Regions from separate parts of the Arachis hypogaea genome. Here region 2 is linked to region 1. A link is a contact called in public Hi-C data. All regions are on one chromosome and are shown on one strand. Each heading gives the region's core, a stretch centred on a gene start, on an enhancer-like site or on the middle of the called end of the contact. The rest is flanking DNA. Distances are from core to core; before and after follow the strand shown.

The links. A called contact is a pair of places that touch in the nucleus more often than the background predicts.
Region 2: a Hi-C map of leaf shows a contact between it and region 1, with 3 times the contacts expected there. The contact joins the promoter of LOC112769240 here to the enhancer-like site in region 1. A contact is called at or near these places in 2 of 8 Hi-C or Micro-C datasets (both in leaf).

The regions. Positions count from the first base shown.
Region 1 is chr18:32,489,900-32,496,685 of arahy.Tifrunner.gnm2.J5K5, forward strand. No RefSeq gene overlaps it. Among protein-coding and RNA genes, the nearest start is that of LOC112771479, 14 kb to the left of the region's middle. Within about 2 kb of position 4,257, at least 3 of the 3 cell types and tissues checked have open chromatin away from gene starts, as enhancers often do.
Region 2 is chr18:32,529,430-32,535,827 of arahy.Tifrunner.gnm2.J5K5, forward strand. It overlaps LOC112769240, which reads right to left and starts at 2,970. Exons shown (of 7, transcript XM_025813695.3): 1 at 1,945-2,970; 2 at 1-182. The coding sequence starts at 2,589.

The DNA.
Region 1 (6,786 bases), core at 3,007-5,506:
TGTTTTATGATACACATGAAGTGTTTGACAATATTTGAATTAGTTATGAAGTAGATTCTTACACTTGGTTTGGAGTTAAGAAATAAGATGATTTTGAGTCACCTTTGTTCTAATTGATTGATAATTGAGAAGAATTATTCTTCACATACAAGTTATTTATATATACAAGTTCATACAAGTCATTTATATTGTATTGTTTAAAAATTTTTGGTGTATGTATATTGATAAGTTTTGTATAATTCAAAACTTTTCCTCTTCTTTCTTGCATTATAAAAGTGAATTTTATTAAGTTAGGGTTAACTTGTATAAACTTGTATGCCGAGAAAATTTGTATGTGTAGCAGGTCTCAATTGAGAATTGTTGATTAACTTTGTTTTTACTAATACTAATTTTTTATTAAATTCAATTAATAAGTTAGTTAGAACTTGCAATTAAGATTAATTAAACCTAATTAATTTTTTTTAATGTGTAGATGTTAACTTATTAGGTTGATTCTTAAAATTATTATAATTTGTAATTAGTTATAAGGATAGTGATATTTAATTCTCAACCCCCGAGAAAAAATTATTGCTTTAATTGTTAGTTTCTTGCAATTTAGTTAGTTTTTTTAATTGTCCTTTATTCTCTTGCGGCTTAGTTCTCAAATTGCACTCAACACCTTGCTTGCTGGACTTACCAACAACATGATGAAGAATGATAGAACAACGCAAAATCAATCAGTCAAAGAAGCTAAAATAGATGATGAGCATAATGGAGCAGGTACCACTTGATCCTGTTGAAAAAAGAAAATAAATGGTAAGTGAGCTAGAGAGCAGTGGTGTGTAATAATGCATTTTTTTTTACCAAAGATATGAGACTCGAATCCGCAACCTCTTAATTAGGGGTGGAAAAAGGTCAGGCGGCCTGCCAGGGGCCTGCAGCCTGGCCTGTGTTTGGCCTGGCCTGGCCTGGCCTGTTATAAAATAGGCACAGGCCCAGACTCTTTTAAAAGCCTTAATACGTTAATAGGCCAGGCCCAGGCTCGCTAATTAGCCTTATTGGCCTGTCAGGCCTGTCTGAGCCTGGTAAAATATAATTAAATATATAAATAATTATTTATTATAACAAAATTATGAGATATTTTAAATCTATTATATTTTATTATAAATATTTTTGTATATTTTAAATACATTAAAAGTTTAAAATTTTTTTATAAATATTAAATATATGACATATTATATATAAACATTTAAATTAAGAAGTAAATTATTTACAACCCTTGAAATGACCTCTTGTTATGTGTATTTGTGTATTAAATTATTTGTTGATTGGTAGAAGAAAAGCAAGCCTTAGAAAGCAAGATTAGTAGAGAATTGAGAGAATCGAACCTCAAACACTTGAGTGATTAGAGTGTATACACTTTCGGTAAGGGTTCGATGCTCGATTCTTTGTTCTTGGCTTTCATGAGCTTTCTTCTTACTCGTCTACTTGTACTTTATTTTGGAATTCGAATTAGTGAAATTCAGTTCATATTTGTTTTTGGAAGGTTGATTTACTTTTAACCAAGTAGGTAAAAGTATTTTGCATTTAGTTGCATTCATATAGATAGGTTGCATCTCATAAATTCTACCATTCCTCTTCACCTCCTTTATAGCTTCTCTTGAACTTAGCATGAGAACATGCTAATGTTTAAGTGTGGGAAAATTGATAAACCGCTATTTTATAGTTTATTTTATATTGAATTGATTGGATTTTATCCATTATTCTCACACTTATGCATATAATTCGCATGTTTTACATTTTCCTTCCTAATTTTGTGCTATGATTAAAAATATGTTTCTTTGGCCTTAAATTTGTTAATTCTAATCCTCTCTTATTACCATTCGATGTGGTGATATGTGTGTGAAGTGTTTTCAGGTTTTATAGGGCAGGAATGGCTTAGAGGATGGAAAAAAAGCATGCAAAAGTGGAAGGAACACAAGAAATTGTATTTTTGAGAAGCTGGCAGCGACGCGTACGCATGGACGACGCGTATGCGTGGCCAAGTGAAAAGTTCAGCGACGCGTACGCATGGTTAACGCGTACGCATGACAAGTGTCACGTGCTGCAATTTACAGAATTCGCTGGGGGCGATTTCTGGGCTGCTTTTGACCCATTCCAGGCACGAAAATACAGATTAGAGGCTGCAGAGTGAAGCTGGAAGGGGGGATCAATCAATCACTTTCATTCATACAATTTTTAGGTTTAGATGTAGGTTTTCTAGAGAGAGAGGCTCTCTCCTCTCTCTAGATTTATGGTTTCTTCTTTCAATTTCTCCTTAGGTTCAGGTTCAATCTTCCTTTAATTTAGTTTTCTTACTTTCATTTTTTTAAGCACTTTAGTTCATTTTCTTCTCTTGTTAATTTTTCGTTTTCGCCATTTTTATGTTTATGAGCTCTTGTTACGTTTGATTTCTTTTAATGCAATTTATGTTTTCCATGTTTATTGTTACTCTCTTTAATTGTTAGTCATTAATGCTTGCAATTGGTTGTTTAAATTTAATATTCCTTGTTAATTTTCTATGTTCTTATTTTATGCCTTCTAAGTGTTTGATAAAATGTTTGGTTGGATTTTAAATTAGATTTTTGTATTCTTAGCTTGGATTGAGTAATTTAGAGACTCTTGAATTGTCAAGGTCTCTTGTTGGTTGGTGATTGAAAGTTGCTAGTTGACTTGAGCTTCACTAATTCTAGTCTTTGATTAGGACTTGTGAACTCAAGTTGATTTACTCATTTGACTTTTCTTCAATTGTTAGAGGTTAACTAAGTGAGAGTAATTTACAATTACCATCATAATTGACAATGATAATGAGGATAGAAATTTCGATTCTCAACCCTTACTAGGACTTTTCTTAGTTGTTGGTTTATTTTCTTGTTATTTACATTCCTTGCTTATTAAACTCAAAATCCAAAAAGATACAATCTTATAACCAAATATAAACTACACTCCCTGCAATTCCTTGAGAGACGACCCGAGATTTAAATACTTTGGTTAAATTTATTAGATTTGTATTTATGACAAACAATTTAAATATTGATTGAGGTCTAATTGTCGGTTTAGAAATATACTTACAACGCGAAATTTTTGTAAAAATCTTTACCGACATTTTTCCTCTGCCAATTATTTGAAATCTTAAATAGATATACCATTTGTATAATTAATTAAAGCTATGATTGAAGAATTGGATGCTCTAAAGTCTAAACAAAACAAAAACCTACATAGTGAAAACTATTCCTGACAATCCAAAGGTTATTATTTGTCGTTGGAATTTTATAATCAAACAACATTTTGAAATTATGAAATATAAGGCAAAATTAGAAGATTCCAAGGGTAACCATCAAGCATTGGCTATTCTTGAGTTTAGTAAATAATAATAATATTTTTGGTGATGACAAATATAATTTTAATTGGATTGAAAGTCTAAAAGTGTTTTGATGATTCATTTAGTGTTACAGGCCCAAATGTTAATGTGCAACCCAAAACAATAGAATCAAGCACCCGAACCTTAGATACTCTGACCAAGCTTTTAATCCAGTCCATTGCCTTCATGAAAAGAATAGCATTTAGCTTATGATAGTATTATGGTGATTTGGGTATGGCACAAAAAAGAAAGAGAATATCATTTTCTCATTAAGCACCAAAGAGAAAGAAAGAAAAAGGCAAATTCTGGTGCCTATGTCAAATTAAAATTGGAGCCGAAAACACAATGTTCAAGTGAAGCTAAATCAGAAGAAAAAAATAAAATATTTTCATAAACATGCAAGTTAATTACTTGTTGATTAAACCTTTCCTTCTGCACAACTATTTCGGATAACGTGAAAAAAGTGGAGGTTACTTTAATCTGCTGTGAATCAATGGCTAATATTAAAACTTGGGACCAAAACACAAGATTAAGGGTTTGGATTTAAAAAATTCATTAAGGAAGCAAGTTTCTCTCTCTCCGCGCGCCCGAGACATCCCATAACTTTGTGCAAATTAAAATAAAAATAATGTGAGATCTAGAAAAGGAGGAGGGAGAGCGAGGGTGGCGCAGTGGTACAATGGTGCCAATGAAGAGTCGTGGTGAGGTGAAGAGGTGTGATTTTGTTAACGTTGTTAATGTTAATGATAATAATAATGATGGGATGGTGTATTGGGGGAGACAGTAAAATAGGGAGATGTGGTGGTGCAAAGATAAATAGGTCAGATAGTAGTATTGAGAGTGACGGTGGTGTAGTAGGATGGCGGAGTGGTGCAACAATAGAGTGGGCCGTGGGGTGGGTCGTTGGTAGTGGGTTTAAGCAATGTGTTAGAAATGTGTAGAGAGAGGAGTGGAGTATGATAATAAAAAATATGGAAAAAAGTGATACATGAGGGAGGGATAAAATTGGAAAGAAAAACGTTGACCATATATTAACTATTAAAAAATTAAGAGCAAGGATAAAATTGAAACATTAAGAATAATATTAAGTAAATTAAACGTTAAGAGTATTTTTAAAATTTTTTAAAAATGTTAAGGACAAAAAATATACTTTATCCATATTAAAATGTATAAGAAGAGATTGAAATTGTTTTTATTATAATTGTAATTTTTTTCATTTTGTTTTGTGGTATCACTATAGGAAGAGATAAAAAAAATTAAAATAGTACGGTTATAATTGTAATATTTTTCATTTTATTTTATAATACAAATGACTATTTGGTTTAATATACAGACTATCCAGACTTTGCACACTAAAAAAATATCTATAATTAACTTGTTAAGCTTAGCTGACTTACTAATTTACAAGTGTGAGTATTAATATCAAGTAACAAATTTTATTGTTATTATTCATTTTGAAGTTATTAAGATTAATAATTAAATGTTTTTTCAATTTTGATTCGTTTCATACATTATTATTAATTTTCTACTATGAATTGCTTTTTAGTTTAATTAATGATATCATTACAAATAAATTTAATTTTTTTAAGAGTTAAATTTAAATAATATATTATATTACATTATAAAAAAAATTAATAACCATGTTAATTTATCTTATTTTAATTAATTAAATAGGTAACCAAAATTTGCTCCTTCTTAGTTTTTATTTATGTGCAAAAGATAATATAAAATTTTGACAAGAGGCATTTGAAAAAGTTTTATACTGGATGCTCTCAATTGCGAGGTGATGTCATTAGGCTGACCTATGCATCTCAAAGACTCAAACTCAGCCGTTAGCTAATAACACAAGTGCAATTAATGATTATCAATTTTTTAATCTTCGGTTAAGCATGCCTATTTTTTAATGTTTAGGTTTTCTAGTGACCTTATCATGCTACTATCTATTCAAGTGTTATTAGAGAAGAAATTAATTTAAAAACACTTTCAACACGAAGAAAAGCTTAGTATATTTAATCAATTAATTTGTAATATGCAATGTTGGTCAGGACAATATCTGGTGAAACAAATTGATAATGCCGTTTTTTCTTACTAATTCATGCAATATATATATATATATATATATAATACAAAAAAATTTATATAAAATAATATTATAAAAATAGAAGCTATATCATTATTTTTCATATATATGAACATATTTATAAACAGTAACTTCATTTATGCGTCTCCTTTGGAATGAAGAAGTTGCATCGTGCTTTTGTAATAATTAAGAGTAATGTTCTATGTATATCAAAATCCGTCACTAAAGTCAGTTACCAGTATAAAATATATATTGAAATACAAATATATTAAACTACATATATATTTATACACAAATACATTGATAACTGATTTTAGTATACAAATATTTTTTTTTGTATAATTAAAAGTTTGTTTAATTTGTAATCTTACGAAACCAAATCCTCAATCTGTTCCAAAATTTACCTGATTCTTAGTTAATCTTCTAAAGAACTTTCATATATGATAAAATGCTTAAGTAACTTTCTGGTATCATTATATATTTAGCAATTAGTCTACATCTTTCGAAAGTGTTGGTGCACAGGATGCGATCTGTGATGTCGGGACTGGTTGGAGAGACTCAGACTGCGTTTGTAAAGGGAAGGAAAATTCATGATGGTGCACTCATAGCCTGCGAGACGGTTCATTGGCTGAAGACTCAGAAAAAGTCAGCAGTCATTATCAAACTGGATTTTCAGAAGGCCTATGACAGAGTGAGATGGGATTTTGTTGACATTGTGCTACAGAAAATGGGCTTCGGCCAAAAATGGAGGAGCTGGGTGAAGGAGTGTGTTACTACGGCCACCATGGCAGTCTTGGTAAACGGGGCACCTTCCAAGCCATTCAAGATGGAGAGGGGACTAAGACAAGGGGACCCACTTTCTCCATTGCTGTTCGTATTAGTTGTAGATGTGTTGCATAGGATGTTGGGGGAGGCTGTGAGGAATGGCCACATTGCTCCACTGCTGGTAGGGGGAGATCTTATTGAACTGTCGCACCTACAATTTGCAGATGACACTATTTTATTCTGCCCGCCGGAGACTGAAACAATTGTAAACTATAAGAGACTGTTACGGTGCTTTGAGTTGATGTCTGGGCTGAGCATTAACTTTGATAAATCGAATCTGATATCGGTGAACTGTGAGCAAGGATGGATTGATCAGGCATGTGGACTGCTGGGATGCCAACAAGCTTCTCTACCGGTTAGATACTTGGGAGTTTCTCTAGGTGCGAATCCGCGCTTGGTGAAGACTTGGAAACCAATCATTGATAAGGTGGAACAGAAGCTGAGTTTGTGGAAAGCCAAGGTTTTGAATAAATCAGGTAAGCTGGTCCTTATCAAATCGGTG
Region 2 (6,398 bases), core at 1,720-4,219, 38 kb after region 1:
GAATCGCGAATAAAGAGGAGAGGTCCAAGCTGGACAAGAAAAAGGGATGAATTTCCATTTCCAGATGTAGAAGTAGAGCCACCGTGTGATGCCTCTACTCTCCACAAATCCCCCCTTGCAACTAAAGACCCGTCCACTTCTTGTGTCCTACTATCATAAGTTGACGTAAAATTTATGATTCCCTGCATTTTCCAGAAAATAAACACTCATTGGAATCAGAAAGTAACTTGGGCAAGCAACTTAGTGAGAGAAGAGAGTTTGACCATAATACACAATCAATAGTTCAATCTTACAGAAAAACAGTAAGAGTTTGCACAATTGATATTGTCTTATATAACAAGGGGAAAAAGCATATTAAATGCCCCCAACATTTGCCAAAAGTTTCAATTTTGCCCCCAAAGTATAAATCATATAAATTTTACCCTCAACGTTGATGACATAGAAATCATAGGACAAAGAACTTTCATAGAGAGTACCAGATAATAAAACATAGGAGAAGACTTCAAATAATTGATAGTTATTAATCAACGGAAACAATTCCAGGGAAAAGAAAAGAAAATATAGCATTGACTAGTAGAAAAATTCCAAGATAGCTTAAGCAACTAAATGAATTAGCTGCAAAATCATTTGTTTTGTACAACAGTGGCATAAACATTAATATGCTTAACAAGTGCTACCCTGAAATTTTCCCAAAATAGCATTATGTCGTGAGTCTATAGTTTATGTCCCTATACGTATATCAATTTTCAGGTTGCCACTCCAACTGAACATTAAGATTAAAATTATGAGGAATCTTGGTAAGTAACATAATCAATTTTGCAAATAAATAATTCATTCCAAACCAGTATAATCGAGTACTGATCATTGAAATTATGAGCATTTTAACTACATATAGTGTGCTTGGGTCTGCTTTTGCAGAAATGGTTTTAGTTAGTTCAATAGAATTTTTACTTACAGTCGATTTTGAGGTAAATTCATTTATGTTTACTAGTTCTTTTAAAAGTGATTCTAACAGAAAGTAACAACTTTTTGCTTCTGCCAAAATCAATTCTAGAGGCTTAATTGATTTTGGGTATAGATAAGTAAAAATCCACTTTTATATTGCCAAAAGCGATCTCTGTCGCTCAAAATTTTTGATTGGGGATAACGGATAAAGGGTGAAAACTTATAGGCCAGTGCTACAATAAAATATCAGGGTGCAATTCTTTATAACTGATGAAGTTGATAATCATCTTTCAACTCTTACTTTTTGTCTTTCTCAAAGTAGGACTAGTGTAACTATACTAAATTATTAATTTGATAAGATGCCATTGCTCGTTACTCATCATGAATACCGTAAGAAAACTGTGAGCAACAACAACCAAACCTCGTCCTACTAAGAGAAGTTATAGATTAGGTCAAGATGCTGGAATATCCTGTCCTAATGTTTATAGTCAAATCAAGAAAAATCATAATCCTTTTCAATAGTTCCATCAACGTTTTTCTTGGTTTCCCTCTTCTTCTAGCTATTGGACTATTTCCATAACCACCACATGGTGTACTCTTTGTTCTATAGGCTTTCTCAAAACATGCCAAAACCACTAAAAACTAGATTTTACCATCTTATAGGCATCAATCATACTAATCACCACAAATTCATAATAAATAAAACCACAGACTAAACCATAAAAGTAAAATCATCTATTGCGTTGGTTCATACAAATGACCGGGTCCCTGACCAACTACTATGATGAATAACATAACAGCCCCATAGTCCAAATCAAAGTCAAAAGGAGCAAAGCAATAACTTGAACAGATTAAAATCTCTCCTAACATTAGCACACTAATCATTCTCCAATCAGCCACTAACAAGCAAATCATCGAAACACAAAGCTAAAGCAGCTATAAATTAATCAAACATAAAAATAGCAAATCAATGAAATCAACAAAACTAAAAACTATTACCTGTCGCCTACCCATATAACCAATAGACCCAAGGTTAAATCCGCCACTGCCACTGCCACTGCCGCTGCCACTGCCGCTGCCGATGCTGCCACTGCCACCACCTTCTTCATCCACATTTCCACCGCCGCCGCCACCACTATTAGTCTCAGCAAAACCATGATTCTTCAACCTCTCACTAAGTGACCCCAAATCCAAATCCTCTTGCATAACAGCAACCCCAAGAACACCACCACTTCTCTGCCTAACCTTCTCCCCATCCATCCGAATCGAGCCCACCACCGCCTCCTCCGGCTTAAACTGCACCGCAGGTAACGGCAGCGACCGGAAAAACTGCTGAACCAAACCGTTCAAACTGGCCCCAAAGTCCGCCCCAGCCTGGCCGATCCTATTACCAATGTCAAAAATCGCCGTCACGCCGTTTATCCCATACTCCTGCGTGGCGAGGGCAAGATCCCCGTTCGCAAAGCTGTGTGTCGGGAACTCAAGATCAAATAGCTTCGACTTGTGAGGGTTTGGCCAAGCGAACTGCGGCGGGGTCATGTGCGTCTGGATCAGACCACTGAAACCCTGGGCAAGCCTATCAGCAAGGTCCTGCCCATGCCGTTGCACCTCCTCCCATGCTTCGAAGGACCTTTCTACAGACATGTTCTCTTCTCTCACAGCTCCCTCAAACTTGCCATACAAATCTAATTTCAAACTTTAAATCGCTGAAAAACGAATCGCGACCAAGACTAATACTCAACGAATCCAATAAGATATAGGTAAAATACTGATATCTGAACAAAGATAAGGTGCGAGTTGTTGAGGCAGTTACAAGGTGTGTTAAGGAAGGGTGGCTATGTAAAAGAAACGGTGAAAGGAAGAGTGAATGTTTTGAGAAGAGAGAGAAAAATGAAAAGAGTGATAAATGGGACGAGGGAGGCGTGCTAGTGTATGATACGCGGGGGTGTGCAGTGCGCACAGGGGGTTTTGTTGGGTGACACGTTGCGCGTAATATTGGTTGTGGATGAGGAAGAAGAGAAGACTGAAGATTTTAGTTAGAGGGAATGAATGAGTCACCCGTCAAGGATGGATGCACACGTGACTGTCCAATGTGAAGGCGCGTTTTTTCGCGCTTTTGACAGACACTCCTACGGCCGTTGAGATCTTAGATCTCTCGATTTCAAATAAGTTACTATAGGGATATGTTCTTTTTTTTTTTTTTTCTTGGACTTATAGGGGTATGTTCTGAAATCCATTTACTAAATCCAATACACCTGCGGCCTGCGGGCTTTTGTAAATGCAAGATTAGAGATAGGGATGGGTAGAGTAGGGTAGGATTTAAGTTTAATTTTAATTTAATTTATGAATTAAATTTGTTACTAAAATTTAATTTTATTTTATTTATGGATTGAGAATATTATAATTCTAATTTTATCTATGATCCGATGGTAAACGGGTCAAAATTCGTCGGGTCGGTTCACGTAATCCGCCAAAAAAGGCGAGTCGGACTAGAAAATTGGGACCGCCAAATAATAAAAGTTCGCCTAATCCGCACCGCTTAAACCGCGGGTTTTGGCAGGGCGGGGCGGGCTTTTCTGCCGGGTTTAGTATTTTTTTCGCAAGGGGTATTTTTATAATTTTTTTTTGCCAAAACTCAACCTCCCCCAACCCAACTTACAAGAGAATGAAGATGAAAATTGAGTGTTTTGGATTATGTTTATTTTGTTTTAGAGACAATATTTATAATTATATTTTAGATTATGTTTATTTTGCTTTGGGAACAATATTTATAATTACAAACACTTTAATATTTGTGAATATAAAAATTATAATTTGTTTATACCTTTAGAAATTATAATAGTTAAAAGTAAAAAACAGAAGAAATTTTTTTTATACCTTTATATATATTATTTAATAGTTAAAAGTAAAAAAAAAAAAGAGGATATTTGGCGGTTAGATCGCCAGCCCGCCGTTAGGTGGGGCGGGATGAGATTCTGGGACTGCCTCACTAGGTGGGGCGGAGTGGGCCAGCCCGTCAAAGGGTGGGCTTCTGGCGGGGCGGGGCGGGGCGGACTTCCTCGCTTGCCACCCCTATCTGGGCTTTTTTACTGAAATGCGCATGAAAAATTCTTTAATTCCCAAAATGCGCATATGTGAAAACATTTCTCAAAATGCGCCGTGCCATTTCTAGCATGGCAGGCACGAAATGGATTTTCACACCATTTATGGCATGGTGGCCACGAAATGGGAGGACCATTTCACTTAGGGCAGGCACGAAATGGAAAAACCATTTCAAGTTTGTCAGCAGCGAAATGGACAGATCAAACCAGGGACAACAGACACGAATTGGAGGCACGGCAGTGGTGAAAACCATTCAAGTTTGTCAACAACCATTTTAATAATATTATTTAATTTATTATTTAATAATAAATTAAATTTTTTATTTATAATGTATGCATATAATGAATTTTCTATTTATGTTTGTTAAAAGTTGAGTTCAAATTGCAAGTCAAAGTACAGTACAGTATATCATAGAGTACGTAGTGAGTACTAAATCATATAAGTAAGACTATTTTTTTTCTTTTCATCCCTTCTAAAGTATACTTTTTTTTTACCTTAAAAATCGCTTCATTCTTAATTTTTGTATGTAAACCATATGAATGCAAAAAAAATATATACTCCATTTACTCTTAATCTTTCTTTGAGTGCCTTAATCTAGTATAAATAAACATCTTTCATACTATCACAAATTGTTAAAAAAAGTTATAACCACTTTTCTTATAATTATCATAAAAATGGAAGAATTTTTGGCATGGTTAATTATGAGTCATTTTTTCTTGCAATTTTATAGAGAAAAAAAAATAAAAGTAATACATAATTAATTTAATAAATGAAAAAAGTTATAACCAAGAAGACCCAAGAAAGCAACCATGAACACAACAACCCACAAAGGAAAGTACAATAGAGACACACCAATTCGTGCCTGCCATGAGCAAAATGGCCCATTTCGTGTGTACCTGCATTGAGTTGGTCCATTTCGTGTGCTTCATATATGAATTTCACTATTTCGTGTGTGTCATAGGTGAGGTCTCCCATCTCGTGCCTGCCTGCTACAGAAGATATAGCCCGTGTCAGACCCAATGCACCATTTCGTGTTCACTATGCTCGACTTGCTGCCTAGAACCATTTCGTAGCTGACCCAAGCAAAATGGTCGTGCGTATTTGAGGAGGAAAATTCAACCGTGCGTATATTGAAAATTAAAGATTTTTTCATGCGTATTTCAGTAAAAAAAAACCCCTATCTACAGGTATTGACTATATAGATAGATTTTCACAAATATATTATTATTATTATTATAATTATTATTATTATTATTATTATTATTATTATTATATAACATAATAAACATATAAATTAAATATTTAATATAAACAACACAATTATCTCAAAAAATGAGATAATTATCTCATAAATAATATAACTATCAAATGTTTAATTCTACATGTAAATCTTTGTTTAAACTTTAAATTAATAAGACAAACACAAATAAAATATTGTGATATAATGTTGTATTTATATATACTAAAATAGAGTAAATTTTTATATAAATAAAAGTATTAAATTCGTTATGCACTCAACCTTACTCATAGGGGATCAGATTAGCAATCCTATTTGACCGGATTAGATAAGTTTGGGTAGCCGTGGGTAAAGTGCATGTTGTCAAAAACCCAATAACTAAGGCCGTGTTTGGTTTAGTATAAAGAAGAAAATCACATTTAAATGTATTGAGCGCTTCTTTTTTAATTTTGGATATTTTTTATACTCAAAACACAGAAATAATTTTATAGTTAGAAGTTTAGGGTGTATTTGTTTTGGCCTTTGAAAGGAAAAATATGTTCAATTCTTCAATTTTTGGTTTGGCTACTTTTTTTTAAGGCAAATGTGACTCAAAACCACGGGAAGAAACCATTCTTAGCTTCTGCGTTCACTAATTGGCATTTAGTCATTGACTCTAAACTTTTATTTTTCTTCTATCAACATTATTCTTCATGCATATTATTATTTTATTTATAAAATTTTTATTATTTCTCTTTATATGAATTTTTTTATTATTTATTATTTTTATTTTTTGTTAATTTTTTTAGTTCAATATTGTACACTTTTATAATTGTGGTTCTTGGGTATTGTATTTATTATTATTTTTTTATAATATGATTTATTGATCATATTAGGTAAAGTAAATTAAACAAAAAAATTAATCATGAATAATAATAATAATAAAAAATTATAGTGTACTAAAAAAAAGTACGAAGAATATTAGAAAAAAATACTATATAAAAAACATACGAAAAAAATGTAAAAAAAATAAACATGTTTAAAAAATAATATTATAAATTAATGTCATGTCTTTTTTAGTAATTATTCATTTAAAAGAGATTTTAATTAATATTATCCAAACAATATTTATTTT